Linked DNA regions of Mus musculus: region 2 is linked to region 1. A link is a contact called in public promoter capture Hi-C data. All regions are on one chromosome and are shown on one strand. The core of a region is the stretch at or near the end of the contact, and the rest is flanking DNA. Distances in the headings are between cores, read along the strand shown.

What was found. Capture Hi-C pulls out chosen DNA fragments and counts their contacts.
Region 2: a contact with region 1 is called in a promoter capture Hi-C map of liver, with 2.3 times the contacts expected there. The contact joins the promoter of Spcs2 here to the promoter of Gdpd5 in region 1. A contact is called at or near these places in 1 of 39 promoter capture datasets (pre-B cells), 2 of 484 Hi-C or Micro-C datasets (CD4 T cells and muscle stem cells), 3 of 115 datasets of contacts at active chromatin or transcription factors (bone marrow-derived macrophages, embryonic stem cells and memory CD8 T cells) and 2 of 9 other capture datasets (adipose tissue and liver).

What each region holds. Positions count from the first base shown.
Region 1 is chr7:99,379,125-99,384,375 of GRCm38.p6, reverse strand. It overlaps Gdpd5 (glycerophosphodiester phosphodiesterase domain containing 5), which reads right to left and starts at 2,858. Exons shown (of 18, transcript NM_201352.3): 1 at 2,168-2,858.
Region 2 is chr7:99,855,877-99,861,127 of GRCm38.p6, reverse strand. It overlaps Spcs2 (signal peptidase complex subunit 2 homolog (S. cerevisiae)), which reads left to right and starts at 2,245. Exons shown (of 5, transcript NM_025668.3): 1 at 2,245-2,364. The coding sequence starts at 2,251. It overlaps Xrra1 (X-ray radiation resistance associated 1), which reads right to left and starts at 1,910. Exons shown (of 19, transcript NM_001164258.1): 1 at 1,898-1,910.

The DNA.
Region 1 (5,251 bases), core at 1,609-4,108:
TTTGTAACTAGGAGAGGAAGCACAGGGAGCCTTATCTGCCCAGGAACCGAGATGGACAAAGCTGTTGAAGTCTCTCAGCCTGTGACTGCCACCTGTGTGTGTTCTAACCTCAAACAAGTTTGAGGATTTCCCAGACTTCCTGGTCAAAACTCCAGTTTCCTTTCTCCGTAGGGAAGGAACTGGATGGTAGCCAGGCACTGTGTATCTTTAGCTCAGTTAATCTTGGTGGGAGAGCCATTCCACTCTCCTAGAAAAGCAGAGGGCTCAGAGGGTAACATGGCTGCCCGTGACCCCGGAGGCCGAGTAGCTTCTTTACCACACAGCACTGACCACTGGCCACTTAGGCTCCAGTCTGCCGCTTAGCCCACCTGCATCACTTCTACAACACTTCACAGTTGACACTTAAATAGTCCCTGAAGCAAACTCAGCAGGCCTGAGTCAAAGATTTCACCTCTCTGAGCCTCAGCTTCCCACACAAGATAGCCTAAAATAGCAAGCCCATATTGGACAAGCTCCACAACTCCTTAGCACTCAACAGTTTGCCTGTGGGACCCTCTCTTTCCGAGTAGGTAGCACCGTGCTCTGACCCCCATCTTGCAGGTGAGACTTCAGAAGGAGGCTTCCCCTAGTCTCCTGCTCTGCCTCACCGGAGGTTCCCAGCTCTTTCCAGCACGCAGTGAAATGAGATCACAGGTGTGAAATTAGTTCATCAAAAAGGGAGCTCTGTTTAGATGCAAGGATTATTATGAGATCTGAATCCTCAGGCAGAGGTGGGGGAGGGGGAATCCCAAGCCCCTTAGACACCTTCTAGGCTGCTCGAACCCCTCCAACCCCAGGAACAGGCTTCTCGTCTTTAAGACCCTGCTCCATCTCCCAGGGGCTTTCCAAGGTAATTTCCCCACACTCCAGGGAGTCCAGCCCAACAAAGGTTAACCAGTTCCAGCCAGGGCCATAGTGCCCAGACCAAGGCCATATGCCACCCCAGCCCCACCCAGAACAAGAGCCCACAGAGTCCGTGCCAAATGCTCTTTCACAATACCCTCTCCTACAAAGATCCCAGGGCAGCGAGCAGGAGGAACTTCTGCCTGGGAATCAAGCACCTGGACTGTGTGTCCCCAGATCCGGCAGCCCTAACCTTAAGACCTGGAGAAGGTCTGCCCTGGGCCATTTTGCACATAGAGACTGGAGTCAGGCTTCTTTGAGCCCCAGTTCCAACCACACACACTCTCTGCAGTCTCATACACGCTTACCTCAACTGCATATTGGGGCTGGGGAAACCCTAGCCACAGACCGAAAAGGTGTGAACTAGGAAGGGGAGCAGACCCCTTGATGGATGTTTGGAAATCTTTCAGGTCTACTTCTCTCTCAACCACTCACTGGCTTTAGGACCTGGGGTCACTGTGCCCCCCACAAGTCTTCAGTGTCCTCATTAATAATGCCAAAGGAAGGTGGCTGAGTTCTGAGGGACCACAGCTCCAGCTTCCACATGGCTGTGTCTTGGGGACCAATATGGTGAGTCCTTTAACAGATAAAGAGTACTTCAGTAACTTGGGGACATTAACTATGGGAAGCAGGTTGTCCCTCCAGCCCGGACCCCGGGAAGAGATCTTTTGGAACAGGGAAGCCCTGCCTTCAACGCAGGTTCACCTTTCCTGGGAGGTGGCATGCCCATGACCCAAGAGTGGCTGGTAAGAAGGACCTCTTCGGCTTCAGGACCAGTGCCTGGATTTCGATGCCCCAGAGGCCCCCACCCTGCCAAGCTCTCACGTGCATGCAGGCTATCCACTTCTTTTCTTCTCCCCTCCCTCTTTGCTCTTTCTCTCTTTATCTTCTCCCTTCTCCCCAGTCTAATCCTCAACATGGAAGGCAGAGGACCTCAACCCTGCCACGCCTCAGTTTCCCCAACTGTCTGCGCCCATAACAATACACAATAGCTTTTATCTCGGGGTTGCTATGAGCTTTGGATAAGGAACGACTTGTGCAAGGGCGGGGCTCGGACCTGCACACAATGGGCACTCAATAAGTGCGGGCTTCTCTCTACTATCTTTCGCGCGCCCTCTCCTAAACAGTTCACTCTCTGCCCGTGTCCCCTCCACGCCCTCCGCTGACCCGGGCCCTGCCTCTAAGGCTCCCGGGACTGCTCCCGCCGCGCATCCGGGGCTCTCACCTGCAACCTCCGCTCGCTGGAGACTGTGGCAGGAGAAGCCCCTGTGTTCCCCTGGGAGCAAGCACCCCAAGATCCTTAACCTAGGGCGGAGAAAGGTGGCAGCTTCGACTCGCCCAGGGGTTCGGTCCGACTGTTCTGCCTGCTTGGGACCCCTCACGGTGCGCTGGACCCGGGCGGTGCCAGTACAGTTTCAAGTCCGGAGCAGTTCGGTCCAAGGCAGCTGAAGATTTGGTTCTCCAGGAGCTGGAGGCCGGTGGGCGTCCCGGCTCCTCTACACTCAAGTCCCAGAGCTGGGGCCACCTTGCGCCGACCAGGGGGCGGAGGACACTCCAGCAGAGATGGGTCAGTATGATGGGGCCGAGAACGTCCCGTCTCGGAACTCCGGATCAAGGCCGGGGCTCGAACGTCCCAGCAGCTCCAGACCACGGGGCTAGGAAAGTCCAGGCGCGGAATGCGGGGCTCGGACAAGCAGGGCAGGGCAGGGCAGGGCAGGCGGAGCGCCAGCGGCCGGAGCAAGGCGAAGAAGTCTGCCCAGGTCCCGACGCCGCTCACTCTGCAAATCTGGGCGGACCTGTGCCGGCAGCGGACTCCAGAGCTCCGGGCCGCCGCTCCACTTCCTCCTCTTACCGGCTCCCCGCTCACCGCTTGCTCAGCCTCGCGCCGCAGCCTCTGCTACTGCCGCTGTCACCCTAGCCGCCCACCCCCACCCGAGCTGCAAACCGAGCCGAGCCGAGCCGAGCCGAGCCGAGCCCTGCCGAGACAGCTCCGGAGCGCCTGCGAGCTTGGCCCCTCCCCTAAAGGGTGGGACCAACAGAAACCCCGCCCCTGGCCGGGCCGGGAGCAAAGGCGGGGCGTGAGAGACACTGCTAGGCCGGTCCCCGGCGCAGTTGGGCAGCAAGAGCCAATGGGAGAGTGGAAGAGGGGTGGAACTCTGCTGAGCGTGGTCTGGTGCCGCTGGAGAAGGACAATGAAAGCTGCGCGTAGCAAGCGAGCCAGCCGCCTGGAGATCAAGATGGTGGGCTCGGGGGCCTGGGTTGACTGTGACTGAGCACGAGGCCAGCAGTGGGAAAGGGCGAAGCATGGAGGAGGCGAGGTTAGGACTGGGATGTCCCTGGATGGCGGAACCTGGGGCGTAGCGTGATACAGCCAGCCTCTTGCTCCTCCCCGCTGCTAGGGCTCCTTGCACTGAGTAGCATTTGGGAGCAGTGCAAGGCTCTGATTTTAGGAAGCGATGCAAAAAAGTTTGTAAAAATAAAAAGCAGATCTGTTTCCCACACTTCCCCTTTCCCAGAGTTCTGCGGCTCAGGGAGGAACGTCGTTATCAGTTTCAAAAATATGAGCGGAGGTGTGTGAGGACAGCTCACTTCGAATCGTGACTTCTGTCGGCTGTGCACCTTCCCCACCCCTCCCTGTCTTTGAAGTATCCAGCGTCCTGTGTGAGGCACCGAACAGGAGTGAAGGGTTTGATATATGAATGAGTGTTGCGAGTGCGCGTGGGCAGGGCTTAAGTCACTAATTGGCTTGGGGAGCCCTAGGATGAGGCAGCCCAGCCCAGGTTCATCTGCAAGCCTCAAATCAATTTTCTGCGTGAAACCCCTTTGTCACTGCTGTGGACCAAGACTGTAGGGGGCGCATGGTGTTTTCCAGATTGCTGTTGCTGGTATAGGATTCTATCCACCAACTCTGTGACATTCCTGGACTAGACTGGCTCTGGAAGATGGCTTTAGCCTCCTAAGGCGATGCCAAGGTCATCCTTGACTACACAGTGAATGGAAGCCAGTGTGAGCCTGTCTCACAAGACATAATAATACCACCTTAAAGAAACTCAAGACACTGCAACTTGACAGTCGAATGAGTGAGGAACCACATGGGCTTAGAAGACCAAAGGAATGGCTTTCCTGACAGAAACAACAGCACTTACAAAGGACACCTCCAGAGATCTCTGCCTCGTATTGGTTAGCAGAGGCTTCCCTGAGCAGGTTACAGGCAAACTGAGGTCAAAAAAAGCTAGCAAGGTTAGTAGGAGTTGACCGTGCTCCTGAGAAATCCTGGCAGCAGTAGAGCAAAAGTCAAAGTGGGAGATTCCAGCGAGGCAGGTAGAAGGGAGTTCAGACTTATCCAAAGGACCAAAGATCTCTTAAGATCCTCCTGAGCCCACAGCCCAGCTGGATGCTGATGAGATCAAACTAGGAGGAGCTTGGAGTTTGGATTCCATTAGCAGAGGGCTGTGAGAAGTTTTCAGCACACTGTCAACATGATGGAGTTCTGTAGGGAAACAAGTGTCCTTAAAACACAGCGCCTAGGGGAGTGGCAAGGGCCTGCCTGAGGATTGAAGCTATCCATATCACACTTGGTAAGGGTGCCAAGATCTCGTATACCTTCCCCTTGGCCAAGAACCGTCAGCCTTCAGTTGTCAGCCCCACGGAGCCCTGAACTCTTAGCCTGCTATTGTAGCTCCTTGTCTTTCCACCTCTTCTCCCCCCCCCCCTCCCTCACACCTCTCTCAGATTCGCTAACAATGAACATCATCCCTACACAGTTCCTCCGAGTGGCTGCCCTTATGGTCCTCCTGGACTGTCGTGAATCCCACCTTGAGTTTATTCCTGCTCCCCTGCAGGACTGAGGTGAGAGTTGGAGAGCCAGTGCTCATCAGCTTGCCTGACTGCTGTGTCCTAGAGCCTTGCCTAGACTCAGTAATTGAGTCACAAATGTCACCTTCTCTGAGATGCCATCCTGAACTCCCAGGCAGCCTTTAGTCTGATTTGCTTACATGGAAGATTCTTTAAGAATGTTCATGCCTCATTTCCCTCCCCCTTCATGGCTGGGAGCTACTCTGTGGATGTATGTCCCCACCCACCATGGCCCTTGAGAGACCTCAGCGTTAGAAGATGAATGAATGAGGTTCTCAGAGTAGAGCTGTCTGGCTGTTAGGACAGCCTCTTCAGGAGGTCAGATGGACAGAATGTCCAAAAGAAAAAAGCTTTTCAGAACACAGCTTCCTCGATGACTCCTGAGGCCCACTTAAGGTCAGCAAGTGGTGAACGGCTGCTCAGGTCTCAAAACACCCACGTTTGCCCTCTGGCT
Region 2 (5,251 bases), core at 996-3,495, 480 kb before region 1:
TGGAATCCTGTGCAGAAATACCAAGTGCTCCTTCTTAACTGCTGAGCCATCTCTCTAGCCTTCAGGCCTATTTCTTAATGGAGGTACTCGATTACAATGTATCAGAGTGATCTGCTTTTCTGACGGTTCCCCACTACACCCACCCCGGGCTGAGGCCTTCCAAGGGCAAGCCTAGGTTCCAGTAACCTCTTCATCTCCAGCATCTCAAACAGGACATGGCCTACAGAAGGATGACACTTGATAAATGCTACCTCAACTAAACAGATGCATAAGCAAAATGCTGCAGGCGTACTTTGCTTTGTCTGCAAGGAAGGCAGAAGCAAGGACCAAGGGAGGTTCACAGAGCGGGTACCAGTAGACCTGGGTGCTAAAAAAACAGAGAAGTGACAAGAGGGATGAGTGGTAACAACCAAAAGTTATGAGACACACAACTGTGAAAGGACAATAGAAACCCCATGTGTCCCCATTTAAGGACTTCCCACCCATTTGTCTCCATTTTGAGGACCAGGCTTGATTTCCAAAAAGCCATAAGACACCAGCTTCAGGAATAGACCATAAGTCCCAGAAAGTAGGTCATAAGGCACCAGCTCTAGGAACAGACCATAAAATCCAGAACAAGATCAGAAAACCCTCTCCCAAAGAACAGCCTGGAGATAACCACAAAAATAGGAAAATATCTGATCTCAGAATGGGCCATTTGCACTGGTCAGCCCTATTTCATCACACGATTGAATGCTCATGACATGGGAATGTAGACTTCTGATCACCTATGACCCCCCCCACCCCCACCCCCAGCACCTACCAATGAAATTTTAGATCACCTAATCCTTCTAGAGAGTTCCCTCAGTTCTCTATAAGAAGGCCTGCATGCGTTTATCTGGGGTCACCATTTCAAAGAATGGTTGGCCCCTGCATGCTGGTGTTTCTGCAGAATAAATGCTCTTTGTTTTTGTATACTCTCTGAGCCTGGGGTCTTCTTTCAGTGATTTTTGGACCCTTACAACTGGAGTGGCCAGGAATTGCTTAATCGAGGATGAAATCTAATCTGCTATTCTTTAGTGATCATGTGAACATAGCCTTGCCAAGAACATTTTGTCTCTTTCATTCAGAGGTATATTCTAAGTGTGTAGAACAGGACTGAGTACATGCTAAGCGATTCAGAGGCTGGGCATGGTATTATACACCTTTGGTTCCAGCACTAAGGAGTCAGAGGTAGGTGGATCTCTGGGAGTTTGAAGCCAATTTGTCTACACAGTGAGTTTCAGGACAGCTAGACCTAATGGTGAGACCCTGTCTCAGAAAAACAAAACAAAATGTCTAGCGAATTCAGTATCTGGCGGATCATCTGTACACATATGGAAAATATGTAGGTATAAAAACTAAATAATGCAATGTAATATGGCATAAAGTGATATTACTATGAGATATCCCAGGTCTATTTTCCTTATATGCCTTAGTTTCAGTGTCAAGTTTTTTTGGTGCTCAATATTTTTTTCTCTCAATATTTATAAAAATCACATTGTCAAACTGGAAACATGCTTTTAAGTTTAAAAAACTAAAAAGTTGGTTTTAAGTGTGTTCTGACTTATGCTCTCTGGCTTCTGAAAAATTCCTTTTCTTGTCTATACAGCATTATCCTGAGACAGACACAGAATGGGTGGATGTAAGTGCATGTAGGGCACTGCCTAGCACACAGTAGGCACTCAATAAATGATAGTTCTACAGGAAACATTACTAACAGCTGAGATTATGGTTACTTCGGAGAGAATAATCGAGCTGATATTCTACCTTCAGGGACAGAAAGGGGTGAAGAGCAGGCTCTACCTCCCTTCTTAGGACACAACATCTGGGGCTGGAAAGACTCATAATTCAAGCAAAATTAAGTTTCCAGCCACACCTGCCTTCGGCGTCGTTTCCGCCTCCGAAGAGCCCGCGGAGGCGATGTCCCTGTCAGGCGGAGTGCACGCCTGCAAGCCTCACGGGAATCTCGGAGTCGCTCCACGGTGGCGCTTGCCACAGCCTTCCCCACCCACTCCTTAGTAACCGCGAGGATGTGGCTAGCAACGGAGGCGGCAACCGGCGACGGCAGATTCTAACTACAAGTCCCGTCAAGCCCCGCGGCCTCTTTCAGCCCTCATCAGCACACCAGACTACGGATCCCGATGGGCTCTGCGCTGCCTATCACATGAGCAGCTTCAGCCAATCGGCTTCGGACAAGTCGTATGGGAGGGAGACACGGAGGGAGACAAGATGGCAGCGTCGGCGTCGCAGGGTGGGAGAAGCGGCGGTGGCGGAGGCAGTAGTGGGGCTGGCGGCGGCCCCAGCTGCGGGACAAGCAGCAGCCGCAGTGGTTTGTTGGATAAGGTGAGGAGCTTAGTCCTGGGGACAATCTAGAGCCCGGGGAATGCCCAGGAGCTGGTGAGCCCAGCTTCCCATCCCCACCCCCTTATTTTCTGTGGCTCCTTGAGCGCTCCTCCGTAGCACACGAACGCACACTTGTAACTTGCCCTCTCTACACGTTGGAAAACAATCCTTCCCTTTAGTCGTCTCTTTAAGCAAGTGCTGCTGGTCCCTAACCGCCACCGCAGCTTCTCGTAATTATGGCAATATTTCACCATAATGATCACGTTTCTATTGTGCTAGGAGGGCCACTCTTGAAAATGCCCATAACATCAACGTGGAAAATGGAACTTCTAAAGAAATTGAAAGAATCTCCTCGAAGTCAGTATTCCCCAAACCCTTCCACCATCATCCTCGCGTGTTGCTACAGAGCCCAAAGAGTTCCTTGGCCTTTAAAGTTTTTAAGGGTTTTTTTTTTTTTTTTGGTTTCTTTTAATTTTTTCATGATATGTCAAATAATGAAATATTCGTATGTTGACTTCCCTTGCTGGTCTGATAGGAAGCCTTAAGATTCTTTGTCCCTCTTGGGTTCCCTGCCTTTCTCTTCCCCTGCGTGGCCTTTTCTGTCTGTACCAGCTGACTGCTTTCCACTCTGCCTACACAATTTCTAAAGAATTTCACGTCCTTGTCCATAAGGGCTTAAAGGAAAGAGTCAGGGGAGGAACGCTGCTCCTGGATTGACCATCTTGCCCCTTGCACAGCAACTTGCAAGAGACAGTTGCCTGAAAAACGGGCCTGGCATTAGTTTTGCCTCTAGCTCTGTGTCCTAAAATGTGCCTGTTCTCCTTATTGCCTTCCTTATTCTGTAGAATGAGGGGTTTAGTCCAGCATACCTTCTGGCCCCCTTCCAGGGTTGTCCTTCCCAGCTGATGTGATGAGGGTGAAGCATGGTGCTTTCATATAGTAAACCACTTTTCTTGAAACATTTTAATCGAAATGCTCTATTACTCCTCTGTGTGGAACAGATGGCTAGGGCTTAAGAGATGGATGCCTGATCATCCCGCATTTGTGTAGCTTCCTACATGGTAGGCAGCACTCCACCACTGACCCACGTCCCCAGTTCCCCTTGTCTTTTGGAGGGTCCTTAGAGTCAAGTTTGAGACAGGGTCTTGCTGTGTAGCTAAGCTGGCCTGGACTGGAACTGGCTTTGTGCAGGATCCAGGGACCAAACTCGGCTTGTAAGCCTTGAGCCATCTGTCTGGTCCTCAAGTCTTTCTTGAGGAAAGAATATGATAGTGCTTAAGATTTCTTAGTAGGCTTACTAGAAGGGTTTAAGTAAACTTAGTGAAAGGTAGGGTTAGACTGGAGAAAGTTACTTAGGAGTGGAATGTAAAGAGACTATATAAAGTGACTTGAGGAAGGTTATTTACATAGCTCAATGAACTAGACCCAATAATAGTGTATAGTATATACTATACACTAATATATAGGATTTCTTAGAAGGGTAAGTTTGAATTCTAGTGTAGCATAAAAAGCCCTGGATGACTGCTCATTACTGAACTTGTATTTCTTTACCACAATAAGCATTGTAGGTATTCTCATTATAGGCTCATTATAAAGATCAAATTATATAATACTGGTAATGTTAAGATCTGTATAAAAACAGAATGACAAGATTCTCCAACTGGGATATCAGAAAGGTAGAGTGTTCTCACAGAGGGACATTTGGAAGAGTCTTCATTTTGTTTTGTTGATACAGGGCCTTACTGTGTAATCCAGGTTGGTCTTTCTGCCTCTGCCTGCCTAATGTGCAATCATAGGCATTTCCACCATACCTCCCCACCTCATATTCAACCATGAAATGAAAGACAGAAGAGTGAAAATGGTCCAGAGCTGTTTAAGGTCCTTTTTCCTGGAAAAACCTCCTTTCTGCTAACTTTGAATTGTTCCCTCTCTGAGTTCCTCCCGCGTCTGGTGCACCTGTTGGTCTCTGTGTCCTGCCCATTTGGGTGTTTCCGGTTTCCTGTGAGGGTTTCTCTATACTGATCTGTGTAGTCGTAGAGTGAGTGCTTATAGCCCTGAATTTCGCTGAGACAAATGCCAGCCCAGTCTTAGGAAGAGCTGTAGAGGATGCTGCTTTGAAGTGTCTCGCACTGACTGACTGCTGAGGTGGAGAGCTTGGGGACTGGTCCTGAGTGACAGCGCGTCCGGAATCACATGAGGATGCCGCCTTTACAGCCTTGTGACTTTTATTTCTCTCTTTTTACTTCCAGCCTTTGGGCCTGGAGGAGGGTGTCAGTTCTGCGCCTGTAGTTTCCCTTGCTGTGAGGATGTGCAGTCTGGGTGTGCGAATGTGCTCGCTGCTCTACACTGGTGTGAGTGTCTGCTCCTCTGAAACCAACCTTCAAAACCAAGCAGCACATACTTCCTGTCTTTTAAAAATAAGTTTGCAGATCTAATCTTCCATCTTGAAGTGACTTCGTTCACTGCACTAAGTTATTTTTGCCCCAAATCTTTCAGAGCATTTTGTTCTGTGTGGCAGCTATAAAGAGTAGCTGTTTCTCAGTTTGTTCGGGCTATTGAAATTTGGTATGGTACGGCATGGTAGGTATGTATGTATTTATTTATTTATGGTAAATTATTATCCAATCCTTTTTAACCTCATTACCTGGATTCTGTCTCTTGGTTGGATTCTCAACCTTACTTTAGAACAAATTCTGTAGCTTAGTTGAGAATATAGATCTGGGGCCAGCCTTGTTTTGAATTCTGGCTCTCTCCACGCCAGCTGTATATTCTTGGACCAGTTACCACATGTCTTTGTAACTCAGTTTCTGCCCTTGTAAAGTGGGGCTGATAGCTGTGTGTGCTCCTCTTATCCTCCTCCTTTCTGGATTTTGACTGCCTTAAATAA